Linked DNA regions of Hordeum vulgare: region 1 is linked to region 2. Evidence: chromatin contacts called from public Hi-C data. All regions are on one chromosome and are shown on one strand. The core of a region is the stretch at or near the end of the contact, and the rest is flanking DNA. Distances in the headings are between cores, read along the strand shown. Region 1 holds the start of LOC123426827 (putative F-box/LRR-repeat protein 23). Region 2 holds the start of LOC123426822 (kinetochore protein SPC24 homolog).

What was found. Hi-C and Micro-C count contacts between places; a contact is called where the count stands out from the background.
Region 1: a contact with region 2 is called in a Hi-C map of seedling, with 5 times the contacts expected there. The contact joins the promoter of LOC123426827 here to the promoter of LOC123426822 in region 2. A contact is called at or near these places in 2 of 6 Hi-C or Micro-C datasets (leaf and seedling) and 1 of 1 datasets of contacts at active chromatin or transcription factors (embryo).

Annotation. Positions count from the first base shown.
Region 1 is chr2H:496,507,243-496,510,330 of MorexV3_pseudomolecules_assembly, reverse strand. LOC123426827 (putative F-box/LRR-repeat protein 23) reads left to right here and starts at 1,731. Exons shown (of 2, transcript XM_045110724.1): 1 at 1,731-2,415; 2 at 2,519-3,088. The coding sequence starts at 1,838. The coding sequence ends at 3,065. LOC123426826 (3-oxoacyl-[acyl-carrier-protein] synthase I, chloroplastic) reads left to right here. Exons shown (of 7, transcript XM_045110723.1): 3 at 1-136; 4 at 503-616; 5 at 692-793; 6 at 879-945; 7 at 1,140-1,471. The coding sequence ends at 1,207.
Region 2 is chr2H:495,914,380-495,917,584 of MorexV3_pseudomolecules_assembly, reverse strand. It overlaps LOC123426822 (kinetochore protein SPC24 homolog), which reads right to left and starts at 1,567. Exons shown (of 5, transcript XM_045110720.1): 1 at 1,387-1,567; 2 at 862-1,003; 3 at 674-775; 4 at 126-199. The coding sequence starts at 1,567. LOC123426823 reads right to left here and starts at 2,189. Exons shown (of 2, transcript XM_045110721.1): 1 at 1,917-2,189; 2 at 1,396-1,821. The coding sequence starts at 2,101. The coding sequence ends at 1,665.

The sequences.
Region 1 (3,088 bases), core at 482-2,981, 590 kb before region 2:
ACCGATAATAGCTGAATACTTGGGAGGTGCGGTCAACTGTGATGCTTACCATATGACTGATCCTAGAGCAGATGGACTGGGTGTATCATCTTGTATCACAATGAGTCTCAGAGATGCAGGTGTTGCACCAGAGGAGGTATATCTTGTATCAACTTCCCAACCATTTTTTGTACATCTGCAGTTATTTTTCCTTCCTAGCATGTCATCTAATATCCGAACTTCCGAAGTTAAAATATTGGCGTGACCGATATTTATGTTCAAATTTTCATCTGGGGGGCCTGTCGGCAAGATTCTTTTCTGTTAAGTGAAATACACCCCCCCCCCCCCCCCAAAAAAAAAGAACGGTACTGTCACATTATTAGAATATTTATTAATTTGTTTATAAGCTTAGTGTTCCCCTGCTTAGCTGCAGTTTTGGTTCATACTTTTTTCTCAATTCTTGTTTGATTCGTAATGCAGAGTATCAGTCAGCAGATTTTGATTCCATTTGATGTATTTTTAGGTGAACTACATCAATGCACACGCAACTTCGACACTTGCTGGTGACTTGGCTGAAGTAAGAGCCATCAAACAAGTCTTCAAGAATCCATCTGAGATTAAGATCAATTCTACAAAGGTTCGCTCGCTTGCTTCCATGTCATTTCCTAGTTGTTCTCCTATCTGATTATCTATTGTCACTTCCTTGCGGCAGTCCATGATAGGCCATTGCCTGGGTGCGGCGGGTGGGCTAGAAGCTATTGCCACTATCAAGTCCATAACTACAGGATGGGTGCATCCTACCATTAACCAATTTGTAAGCTAGTCATTACCATGTCTGAATCTCGTTGTCACACATACCGTCAGAGTTTCTCATGTTTTGAGTTATTTCTCTTCTGCAGAACCCGGAGCCTGAAGTTGATTTTGATACAGTAGCTAACGAAAAGAAGCAGCATGAAGTGAATGTTGGTGAGTTCCTCCATCCCTGAACAGCGCCTCCCCCAGCCCCATCCCCCTTCTCTCTTAAAAGTGGTGCATAATGAACGGTAGCCAAATGCTCAGCAGAATAGCTCACATAGAATCTACCATCCATTCACAAGTGCATACAATTATCACCCCCAGCATCTCTATCTTTACGCGTGTTTGGTATCTTGTAAATGCAGGTATTTCTAACTCATTCGGATTTGGAGGGCACAATTCCGTGGTAGTATTCGCGCCATTCAAGCCGTGATACGTCTTTGCTTCAGGGATGTATGATCCGCGACATTCTCTTGATTAGATGTTCTTAGGCTGCTTGAATTTAAAAGATTTTATTTCTCCTGGTGGAGCAAGTTTTGATGATTGGTAGAGTGGTGCTGCCTTGACCTGGACACTGTTGTTCATATGATAATTCTTTCGGGTGCATCCCGCGTGTACCAAGTTGTAGAAAATCTGGAATGATGTAAAGGATCCTTCAGTATTACGTATGAATTTGGTACTCCATAGTTCCTTTGGATGTTCTTCACCCTTCCCTTCGCTGCACAAAGTGTTGCTGTAGACAGTTTTCCGACTAAATGTCTAGTAGTAATTTTTTTTTTTGGCGAATAGTAGTAAATACAGTATCTTTGAAGCAGTAATATTGTTGATGTTATCATGGAATCAGTTTTGTTTTTACTGGTTAAGGAAAGTGATAATAATAAGATTAAGCCACAACAACCCTGATGAGGTTGCCGTTGCGTGCACACCTCGGCCACAACGACGTAGCTTAGCTAGCTACCTACCACCACACTTCTCCACTACATACACCAAAGTCAAGGATGAATAAACCAACGTGTCAATTTCTTGAGCCAAGGCCGCTGCAATTTCACATGATTTTAGGCACATGAAACAGATCAGGGCCACCTTTCGTGATGTGATTTGCGGAAGAAACGTGTTGCTAACGCCGAGACTCGGCCCTCCTTTTAGTTCCAGGCGGCGACGTACCGAACCAAAGGCCACTCGCCCCGTCCCCGTCCCCGTCCGCCTCGACACGACACGACACGACGCGATGGCCGCGCCCGCGCCCTCGCCCTCGCCCTCGCCCTCCCGCCACCACCGCCCCGATGAGCCTCCCTCGGAGGAGGAGGCGGCGAGGGACTGGGCGGGGCTGCCGTGGGACGCGCTGCTGGCCGTGCTCCACCGGCTGGACCACGTCGACGTCCTCATGGGGGCCGGCCAGGTGTGCAGCCCCTGGCGCTGCGCTGCGCGGGACGAGCCGGAGCTGTGGCGCCGCGTCGAGGTGCGCTCCCACGCCGACCGCCGCCCCTTCCACACCGCGGAGCCTTCCCGCGCCAGGCGCCACTCCTGCGCCGTCCTCTGCGGGCTGGCGCGCGCCGCCGTCAGGCGCGCCGCGGGGCAGTGCGAGGCCTTCTGCGGCGAGGGCGCCGCCGACGACAGTGTCCTCTCCCTCCTCGCCGACGAGTGAGTTCTCTTTTAATTCTTGCTTGCTCACCCCAACACGCTAGCTAGCTCCCCAGTCTGCTTCGATTTCGTACCAAATCCTTCTGCGATCTGTTCGTCACAGGGCGCCCTCGCTGAAGAGCCTCCGGATCATCTCCGGCGACAGGATCGTCGACGGGAGGCTCAGGCTCACCGTCACGAGCTTCACCCTGCTGGAGGAGCTGGAGCTGTCGCTCTGCACCGACGTTTACCCGGGGACGTGCGAGGCCGTCGGCAGCGCCTGCCCTCGCCTCAGGCGCTTCCGGCTGAGCAAGGACGGGTTCTGCAAGTGGTACACCAAGAACATCGACCAGGAAGCCATGGCCATCGCCACCATGCGCGGGCTGCGCTCGCTTCAGCTCTTCGCCAACCCTCTCAGCAACGACGGGCTGGCGGCCATCCTTGCCGGGTGCACGCGCCTCGAGTCGCTCGACATCCGCCACTGCTTCAACGTTGGGATGGGCGCTGCTGCGATCCGAGCACGGTGTCCTGGGATCCACACGCTGAGGCTCCCCCGTGACTCGACGATTGACTACGATCTCAAGTTTTCTCCCCAGGATATGACCCCGTGGAATACCCAGGACGAGAATTACTGCGATTGGCACGACCTGATCTATTGCAGTTCATGGTAGTGTAGTGTACTAGTGTGCAACTA
Region 2 (3,205 bases), core at 318-2,817:
TAGTGTCAAAAACGTTCTTATATTATGGGACGGAGGGAGTAGTTAATTTTGATGTCCATTGGTAGAAACTGATGTCCTTGAATACAAAAAAGAAGAAGTCAGAACAGTAGCATATTAAAGGATACATCCAGAAATCTTCTCCTGATCTTCGAAATTTGGAATTGTTTTTGTAACCGTCACAAACATGGAAAGCATACTTCTGCACAAAAATATAGTCGGTCAATTTAACTGAGAAACAGGATAACCAATAACCCAATATAAGCAACAGTCCTGAAAATCATCTCATGTTGAATTAGGAGGAAACATTCATCTAAATTTCAAACGGTGTTTAGAAAAATCACCAAACTTTGCTCGAGAATCTTCAAGAGTTGTGAAATGAAATGCAATGGCAAAATATCATAGGAAAGATAAGGCAGCAGTAGCATTATCCAAATTCATAATTTAGTAATGAACTAGAAAATATCAATTTCAACTTGAATCCTAGTTCTAATATAATGATGAATATCAAACAGACCACTACATGGAACTTACTATTGGGACGGAGAACATAATAGTGCTGCTAGTTATACAGCCCAGATGAGATTTTCTAGCCAGTCCCATCACTTAAATAGTTTCCCGCTGATGGCATGTGTGCAGTTACGAAAGCAAAATGTACATACAAATCCGAACTTACTGTGCCTTCAGCATGTCTTTCTCCTTCTTCTTCACAGCATCCTTCCTTTCTTCTATAGAAGTCCTTTGATGGTCTAGGTCATCAACTTCATCACTCACCGCTGTGTTGACAACATAAGCTGTATCAGTAATCCAACTTAAGATAGCAACTCAGATGATAATGATACAGATGTTGAAATAAGAAGTTATCTTAAGTCTTGGCGAAGGTGTTGCTTTCCCTGCAGTTTCTCCTCCATCTCATTTTGTACCATATTCAGTTCTTCATCAGTAACTGTTTCAGCTTTTACCTTGTCTAACTTTTCCTTGCAGGAGTTTATTTTTTCCTGATACTCTGTTGCACAAAAGAAGCATGCCACTTTTATTGTCAAACACTCAAAATCAGCACTTCTCTGATTATTTTAAAGGTAACCCACTGTTATTATTTTGTTCTCATAACAGGTGCTTGAATTAATAATGGATGTAAAGTGTTTGTTGAATCCTTTGGTATGCAAGTGTTGGAATGGTAAGTAAATTAGGTATGCTGTTTTTTGCTTCAAAAAATCAGGCCCTTTTAAGCAGGATTTTCAACAACAGGTACTCGAAAATTGCCAGTGGGGTCGGATACATTACTCTACATTTCCCACACTGAACTTGAGCACTCAAATCGACTTCACCACACGAGGAGTTCTAAACACGACATGAATCCAAGTCTCAACAGGGCCGGAGAGAACGGACCTTTGACTTGGCGCTCGAGGTTCTCCGACTTGGAGTGGCTGGCGGAGCGCAGCATCCGTGCAAAGTTGGAGGCCTGCGCGAGGGATTCGACGTCCTTTCTGCCCCGGAGCACCCCGACGAGGTCCTTGCTGAGGGAAAGGAGGTTGGCTATGTCAATCCGGCTACCAGCATCTTCCGCCATCGGAGAGGCGCCGGCAAAACCCTAACGGCCTCTTTCGCTTTCAACGGACCGCGAACAGGCGAAGAGAGATGGATTGGGCTCCGTGGGACACCGGCGTTTAGGCGCCGCCGGTGGCTTCCGGGAGGACGGTGCCGGGGATTTTTGATCGATTTGGGCGGACTACTCTGGGGTACACCTTCACCTTCCCCTGCAGCAGGTAGCACGTCTCCTTGGCCGAGTAGGTCCACGGGAACTTGCTCTTCTCGCACCCCCACCTGCAGCCAGGCGCCATCGCATCACCGTCGATGCCCATGCCCCGACAGGAAAGAAAGAAAGATCTACTAAGCGGAAGAGATCGGGCGGGGCTTACTTGGGCCACTGGCGGACGCCGAGCTCCGAGAGGCGGGACTCGGCCGGGTTGCGCTCCAGCCTCACGCCGAGCTTCTCCGACGCCCTCACCCTCGCCGCCACGAACCGTCCTCTGGGTGCTGGGGAAGGAGGGGCGTATCTGAGGCTGTTGATGCGGATTGGAGCCGCCACCATTGGGCTCGCCATACCTTTGAGATGAGTCCTCTGGGCCGGTGTACTCTAGTGTAGTGCAGATCTTAGGCGGCGAAGGGAAGGTTCTCGGTTCTATAGCCGATCAGTGGCCCAGGTTTTTCTCTACTGATAGAAAAATCCAGGCCCACTCATCTCTTATCTTCTCCACACGCCGGCGCGTACTCCTGAAAAAAGAAATTAGTGAAGGATTTGAGTGTGTTGTCCTTCTTTTTTTTTTTTGAACTGGGAACATTTCATTCCATTAATCAGCACGTCAGCCAGAGTCGGCGGCAACGAGACCTTGGGCAAAGGTAGGAGCAAGACCCGGCCATACGGCTTGGGGTTCAAGCACCATCTTCGACCCATGCATCGCGAGAGCGTCTGCAACCTTATTACAAGCCCGTGGGCAAGGAACTATGTCGAAAAAAATAAAGTTTAAAGAAACAAAAGCTTTAATCTCTTGGAACAAACTGCCATTTGTAGCCAGATCATATCTTGATGTCTTGATCGCCGAGACCAACGTGGAAGCATCTGTTTCCAGCACCACATTGCCGATGCCTAACTCCTGCGCCTTGTAGACAGCACGGATACATGCCTCCGCTTCAGCTTGTAGTGCATCGTAGACATTGTTTAGCCGCCCCGCTGCCGAGACCACGACATCGCCTTCATGGTCCCTGATAATAAACCCCCACCCTCCTGTCGAGGTGTCCCTATTGTAGCTCTCGTCAGAGTTTATTTTCAGAATACCTTCTGCTGGTTTGGTCCATCTAGTGATCCCTCGTTCCTGGCTCTGCTTACTCCCGCCAAATAACTCCATATACTCCTCAGTTGTACGTCGTGTCTGCCAGCCCAGCATTTGTATGTTGATCCGAGTCTGATCCACTCTGAATTTGTTGCGGGCATTCCACCAGCTCCAAAGCAGTGCTATGACGGTTGTCGTCTGTGCAATAGATCCAGCTAGCATCACCCGTATCACCTCCTTCGGATCATGAAGTAATATGCATGCACGCCTCACCTCCTCTACCCCCAGGTTCCGCCACAGCTGTTTTGCGCCCTTGCACTGGAAGAAAAGGTGGCTCCCGTCTTCGTCGCGTCTTTGGCAGACCGGGCATCGGGTAT